Linked DNA regions of Hordeum vulgare: region 1 is linked to region 2. The links are chromatin contacts, called in public Hi-C maps. All regions are on one chromosome and are shown on one strand. The core of a region is the stretch at or near the end of the contact, and the rest is flanking DNA. Distances in the headings are between cores, read along the strand shown.

What was found. Hi-C and Micro-C count contacts between places; a contact is called where the count stands out from the background.
Region 1: a contact with region 2 is called in a Hi-C map of leaf, with 4 times the contacts expected there. The contact joins the promoter of LOC123426711 here to the promoter of LOC123426691 in region 2. A contact is called at or near these places in 3 of 6 Hi-C or Micro-C datasets (leaf and seedling) and 1 of 1 datasets of contacts at active chromatin or transcription factors (embryo).

Annotation. Positions count from the first base shown.
Region 1 is chr1H:116,773,251-116,777,080 of MorexV3_pseudomolecules_assembly, reverse strand. LOC123426711 reads left to right here and starts at 2,454. Exons shown (of 6, transcript XM_045110581.1): 1 at 2,454-3,128; 2 at 3,212-3,325; 3 at 3,752-3,830. The coding sequence starts at 2,823.
Region 2 is chr1H:116,324,623-116,327,919 of MorexV3_pseudomolecules_assembly, reverse strand. It overlaps LOC123426691 (LRR receptor-like serine/threonine-protein kinase GSO1), which reads right to left and starts at 1,367. Exons shown (of 1, transcript XM_045110563.1): 1 at 1-1,367. The coding sequence starts at 994. It overlaps LOC123407881 (a long non-coding RNA gene), which reads right to left. Exons shown (of 3, transcript XR_006612690.1): 2 at 2,661-3,041; 3 at 1,995-2,571.

The DNA.
Region 1 (3,830 bases), core at 1,205-3,704, 450 kb before region 2:
ATACACTAGATGCATGCTGGATAGCGGTCGATGTGTGGAGTAATAGTAGTAGATGCAGAAAGTATCGGTCTACTTGTCTCAGACGTGATGCCTATATGTAAGATCATTGCCTTAGATATCATCATGACTTTGCACGATTCTATCAATTGCTCGACAGTAATTCGTTCACCCACCGTAATACTTGCTATCATGAGAGAAGCCTCTAGTGAACACTATGGCCCCCGGGTCTACTTCACATCATATTTTCAGTTCCTCAAAATTACTTTGTTGCACTTTCCACCTTCAGATCTCACCTTGCAAATAATCGTGAAGGGATTGACAACCCCTTTATAGCGTTGGGTGCAAGTTTGTTTGTTTTTGCGCAGGTACATTGGTGCCTCATCTTGATACCCCTACTGGATTGATACCTTGGTTCTCAAACTGAGGGAAATACTTATCGCTACTGTGTTGCATCACCCTTTCCTCTTCAAGGGAAAAACCAACGCAAGCTCAAGAGGTAGCACCTGCTATGGGGCGAATCACGAGCGGAGCTTTCAATCATATCCACGACAGGATTCGCGCAAAGCTTCAGGGAGGGGCAGAGTGAATGATCTCCTATGCGACCAAAGAGGTTAGATTGAAAACGGTGGTTCAGGCACTTCCAACTTTCAGCATGTACTGCTTCAAATTGACAAAGTAGGTTTGCAAAAGTCTGGTTTCGCTAATGGCAAAATATTGGTGGAGTTCTTCCCTAGATCGTCGGTCTATGCACTGTCTCTCGTGGGAGGCTATGTCCGAGCCGAAGTCGCGAGGAGGAATGGGTTATAGGGACTTAGAAATGTTGAACCTTGCGTTTCTAGGCAAACATGGATGACGAATGCTGACTGATCCCAGCTCTCTAAGCGCTCGAGTGTTGAAAGGAAGATACTCCCCAGATAGTGATTTCATGCAAGCTACAACGCCTAAAAGCTCAGCGGCTACTTGGTGAGCGATTATTGCGGGAAGAAGAGCTCTGCAAACTGGCCTTATCAAGCGAGTGGGCAATGGCTCAACAATCTCCATTTGGGAGGACATGTGGATTCCCAACACGGTGACGATGATTCCGACACGAACTGAAGTTGCTAATGTTACCTGGGTGTCTCACCTAATTGATGAGGATATTGGTGCTTGGAAGACGGATGTAGTCCGCCAAAACTTCACCCTGCCAGATGCTGACGCTATACTGAACACCCTCCCAAGGGCTGGCGGGGGGGGAGAGATATCTTGGCTTGGGCTCGTGAGAAGTCCGGGATTTACACTGTGAAATCTGCGCACCGTTCTCTAATGACTCAAAATGAGCTGCAGGCTCTAAAGGAAGGGACGATGACGGAAACCTCAATGATAGAAAAACAGACGTGGTCTCGGTTATGGAAGCTAAAAGTCATCCCTAAGGTACGCGTATTTTGGTGGTGTGTGCTGCGAGGTATTCTCCCAGTTGAATCTCTGCTCAAGTATCGCCATATTTCAATGGACAACACATGTAAGCTTTGCACGGATCCGAATGAGACACTTCTGCAAGCGCTGCTGCATTGCTCCATTGCGATGAAGTTCTGGAACGCAACCCCAAAATGGTTGGATATCAGGCGGCCAGATTTACATCCCCTCACTTGGAAGAAGGACATTCTTTGTGATCCTCGTTCCACTGACCCTAATAGGACAAAGTTGGCCTCTATTATGTGGGCTATTTGGACTTCCCACAACAATCTCACACATGATAGGGGATCAATAAACCCAGTTCAGTCTTTGATCATGATGCGAGATGCACTAACTTTGCTGGATCTTCCTCGCGATGATGCGAGAGTTCTCCTTGGGCATGGTTGGCGCCCACCTGACAAAGAAGATGCCAAGATCAACACCGACGGCGGCATCGCCATGAAGGCAAGCCGGGGTGGTGGTGGAGGAGTTGCCAGAAATACAGCGGGGTCGGTGACCTCTCATAGCGGAAGAACTTGCTCTACGAGATGGGGTCCTCTTTGCGAGGTTGAGAGGCCTCTTATCATGGAAACAGATTGTGTGGAATTAGTCCAACCCTCGAATTTGCGTCACAATTCGAGATCGATGGTGACGCTTATCTTAGAGAAGATAAGGGAGCACGTAGTTTCTTTTACTTCTTTTGTTATTCAACATTGTAACAGATCAGTTAACATGTGCGAAGCAAGGTAACACTCTAGGTGTGACGGATTGCTTGTTTGACTCGAATCCTAGCCTCGTAACCAGCCTTATGGAAGACTCTCTCGGGCCTTCCGTTGAATAAAGCTTTCAATATTCTGGTTCGAAATTTTTTCACAAGAAATGTGTTACTTTTTTGGATAAAAAATGTGTTACTAATCCATGAATTATCCACAGCCAACCTCTCCGATAACGGTGGGTGACCTATTTTTCCTTTTATTTTAGCGCCGGCGAAGTAAATATTTTAGTGACCGACGGACGGCGACGCGAGTGACGGACGACGACGGATCCCTGTGCGTGCTGCGTGCTGCGTGCGTGTGGGTGTGCCCGCAAGATGGGATCTTTCCTTTCCTGATTCCAACACGTTGCTGTTCCATCCAATGATGATGCGCTAGTCGCTAATCCGCACGAATTATCCGCAAGAATCAGGGCTGGGGTTCTCGGCGTTGGCGCCGGGCGGAGCCACAGAAATGGGGGCCGAGAACAGCGGCTAATTTTAGCCAGCAGCGCGGAGGGAAAAGCCTGAGGCAGCCGCTCGCCCGCCTGCCTCCAAGAAACCGCGGCGATCTGTCGCCTATCCAATCGCGTCGCCGCCGAACTCGAATTCGATTTGGTTTCCTGGGCGGTGGGAGAGGATGCAGTGGGTGGGCCTGAGCTCGCCGCCGGCGGCGCCGACGGCTGTCTGGATGCGGCGGCGTCCAAAAACAACGAGATGGCCGCAGAGGAGCTCGTCTGCCGCACGGAGGGCGGTCGTGGCGGCCGCGTCCTCGTCGCCACCGTCATCCGATGCCAACTCGAGCTCCAACTCGCCGGGTAGTGACGAGGAGGCGGAGGAGGCCGCGGGGAGGGCGGAGGGTGACAAGACGGCGGCGGCCTTCTTGTTGAGGAGCCAGAAGTACGCTATGCTCAAGCAGCAGCTCGCCGTAGCCGCCCAACTCGAGGTAGGGTCCGCAGAATGCGAAAATTGCTACCAACCAATGCAAATCTGGGCTGCTCGGTGACTGTAAGTTGCAATTTGTTGCAGGATTACAAGGAGGCGGCGAGGCTGAGGGACTCGTTGAGGTTGTTCGAGGAAGAGGAGCCCGTCCTCCGCCTCCGCCGCTCGCTGAAGAAGGCGGTCGAGGAGGAGAGGTTTGCGGTAGGTGCACTCTTCCATTGCCATTGTTCCTGCCAATTTTGCTACATCTAGTTTCTAGTTGCTTCATTTCCATTTCTAGTAGCTGATCAAACCAAAACGACGCAGCGGCTCAGCATAGCAGTAGGATATGCTGCTGTACTGACCATTGATTCAACAATTTAACAGGACACCTTACTGTTTTTCTCCCTCATGTTTGAAGAGTCTATTGCAACGAGAGGAAGTCTTAAGGCAGTCATTTTAACAAGCATGCGACCATACTCTTATCTCTATTGAAATTGTGCCTTTTCTATTATCATTGTTTGAACTGTGAATGTGATCAATACTTGGTGCTATTTCTCTGTCTTGCTGGTCTCAAGCAAACATGATTTGTTCATCTCTTAGCATTCTATGATGTTCATATTTTTTTTCTGCACTCATACTTTTCAGGATGCTGCCAAGTACAGAGATGAACTGATGATTTTGGCTCCGCACTCCCTCCTCAAATGTTCTAGTGATGCTACAACTC
Region 2 (3,297 bases), core at 118-2,617:
TCCCAGGGCAGAGGCCTTCAGGTATGGTACCATCAAGAAGATTGTCAGACAGCACAAGGTACTTCAGGTTCTTCAGCTGCGATGTGGAGATGCTGATCACTCCAGAGATGTTGTTCTTGGACAGGTCAAGAACCTGCAGCTGGCTCAGCTGGTTCAGCTCTTCCGGGATGGCGCCTGTCAGGCTGTTGCCGAGCAGGTTGAGGTATGTCAGGCTGGAAAGCTTCCCAATATCCGCCGGAATTGCACCGGAAAACTGATTGTTTGCAAGGTTGAGAGACTGGAGAACACTCAGGCTGCCAACGAACGAGGGAATGATGCCACCCAGCCTGTTATCAGACAATGACAGAGTACGCAGATTTGCGCAACCACCAAGCTGCTCCGGGATGCTTCCGGTGAGAGTGTTGTTGTCCAAAACCAGCTGCTGCAGGTTCTTCAGGTTGCCAATCTGGTAAGGAATGGCACCACTCAGCTGGCAGTAGGCCAGCGCCATGGTCTCGAGCTCCGTGCAGTTGCCGAGCTGTGGTGGTATCTCACCGTGCAGCCTGTTGTCACCAATCCTGAGAACTTTCAGGTTCACAAGGAGGCCCAGCTCGGAAGGGATGGTGCCGACGAGGGAGTTGGAGTAGAGGAGCAGCGTCTTCAGGTTCTGCAGCCTGCCGAGCTCTGGCGGGATCGGCCCGGTGAGGGAGTTGGAGGAGAGGTCAATGATCTCCACGGATATCAGGCCAGCTATCGCCGGCGATAAGGTGCCCGATAGGCCGTATCCCGACAAGTTGAGGCCTGTCACAATGCCCTCTCCTGTCAGGCATGAAACACCGTGCCAGGAGCAGACATCAGCCTCCGGCGACCAGCCGGAGAGGATACCTTGAGGATCGATGAGATCGGACTTCACTTGCATCAGAGTGGTAGGAGCCATGTCCGGCGTGGCTACACATTCCGGTGCAAGCAGGATGCCAAAGAGCAAAGATAGCAGAAGCGCAAGCGGAATGGCCATTGCTACGATGATATGATGCAACTGTGTAAACTACAAAGGGGAGATTAACTTACAAGATAGCCGCTACCCCGGAGTTGGGAAGATGTGTATAAACCCCCATTGCTGTGGTGTGGTAGGAGCCTAAGCTGCAAAAAGGGGGCAAAAAGGAGTTATCAAACGCCTACCTGCTCTGTGTATCAGAGTCAGGGAATGTGCTGGGCTCCTACTAGTGAAAATGCAATACAAGCCAAAGGAGAAGGTAGAGCACGTAGAATCCTGCTTACAAATATATGATTAGAATAATCAGAGTAGCCTTGAATAATGCAGAGCTAGTCATCTGGTATTTTAAAGGCTAACCTTGTTGCTTTGACTTGTTAGTTCACCTTCTTCTGGGTGATATCTAGTGACAAGAATGAAAAGGGCACTGGAGATTAGTAAGGGGGTGTTTCTTTCCAGGGATTTTTTGGTGTAGGAACTAAAAAATAGTCCCATGTGAAAGAAACAGGAGGGACTTTTAGGGACTAAAATGGGGTATTTGGGACTAAAGGAAGAAGTCCCTATGGGAGGGACTTTTTTGGCACTTTTTCCAACAGTGCCCCTACTTTTAGCATGTCATTTAATAACTTCTAGTATATTATTAGGGGTAACATGGTCTTTTTGCATGTTATTTAATGACCTCTAGTCCATGTTAGTCCTTGGAAAGAAACGGGTAGGGACTAGAGACTTTTTAGTTGGGACTAAAAAAAGTCCTAAGACTTTTTAAAGAAACAGGGCCTAAACTGGTGCACTTTACAGAGGGTACGTGCTTAAACAGTTCAACCACCCTCCTTGATTTGGTAGCATAAGGACAACTATATGATGCTTCCATGGTTAATTAAATAATGTTCTTGCTCATCTTTGATGACAAGAAAAATAAATAGAGCGTACTTACATTGTTTGCCTATGAAAACAAATAAATTTTCTGACTAGCCAAACAAACAGATAGCAGGAAATTCCTTCTTGGCAGGCTATCAACTATTGGAGATACTGATGGCCAATTGGCCATCTAACCGAAAACAAAGGAATTCAAGCAGGCTAAGTGTGTGGCTGTGCTTACGGCATACAATGAACCACGACGACATACTTCTAGTATCTCACATAACTGAAGACAGTACACATAACTGTACTGTGATGAAACAATCTCTGACGTGCATGAGGAAAAAGAAATCAATAACCAAGTGAGCCAGACCCACTAGTGGCATTTCAATTATAAGGTAGTGGGAAAGTGACTTTTGCATTGGAGTGACAGTGACAGAATTGAATCTCAAGAGACCACGGGAAGCAAGAAAGGTGAGAGAGAGAGAAAAACTTACAGTAACCACCAGAACAGTTGTGTCCATCCCCATGCTATGACAGGCAGCAATGCAGCAGCAGCATGCATGGGTCGCACCAGCTCACACTTTACTTTGCTTCCTTCGGTTCAACTGCACGTACCAGGGATTCCATGGGGAGAGCAAGTCCAATCAGATAGAGACATACAGTTGTCCTGTTATCCGAAAGCGGCATCGCAATCCTAATGATGCACAACCACGCCCACCTTTTTGGTTTAGAGCTGAATCCTGGAAAACAACAATGGGTAATTGCATCACATTTCAGACTTTTGGCCACTTGAAACACAAGAATTTTTCTGGATCCTGCGAGAATGCACCTGTGAATCCCCTACATTGCAAACATGCTGTTCCTTCAGGTGAGCCAGCTGCAATCAGCAATTTTCCAGTCATTTGATTGATCATTCAGCTGTTAAACCACAACTGTAAAGAGCTTTGTATGCATATGAACAGAGGTTCGGAGAAGAATTGGAAGGGGCAGTAGATGACTGATGTTCCCAACTACTCATCGGTCGGTAGCATGAAGACAATGATGTGCTGTTGGTGTAATGGTTGCATCATTGGTCCAAGATTGACTTTGTTCTGCATTCAAACAATTTAGTACTGGCTCCTTATTGAGCTGGCTTTGACTTGTGCATCCATAACGTTCTCCCTTTTGCTTGCACGTTTCTCACTTGCTCACACCCACGGGAGTTGGGATTCTGGTTATCGGACAGGACGTGAATCAGGTGACAAAGCTGGGTGTATGATGTAATGTACTTGTTCTTGCTTATCCTAAAGCCAACTGTTTGATTAAGCATCACAAGAGCTATATTCTAACATAAGATATCATAGAACAAGCCGTCTTAAGCAAACATTCTTGGACAAATGCATAAATCCATTTTGCATGCTATTGGATCATGCATGTGGAACAATCATTTGCTACTTGGAAACAAGGATGTAGAGAAACCCTACTTG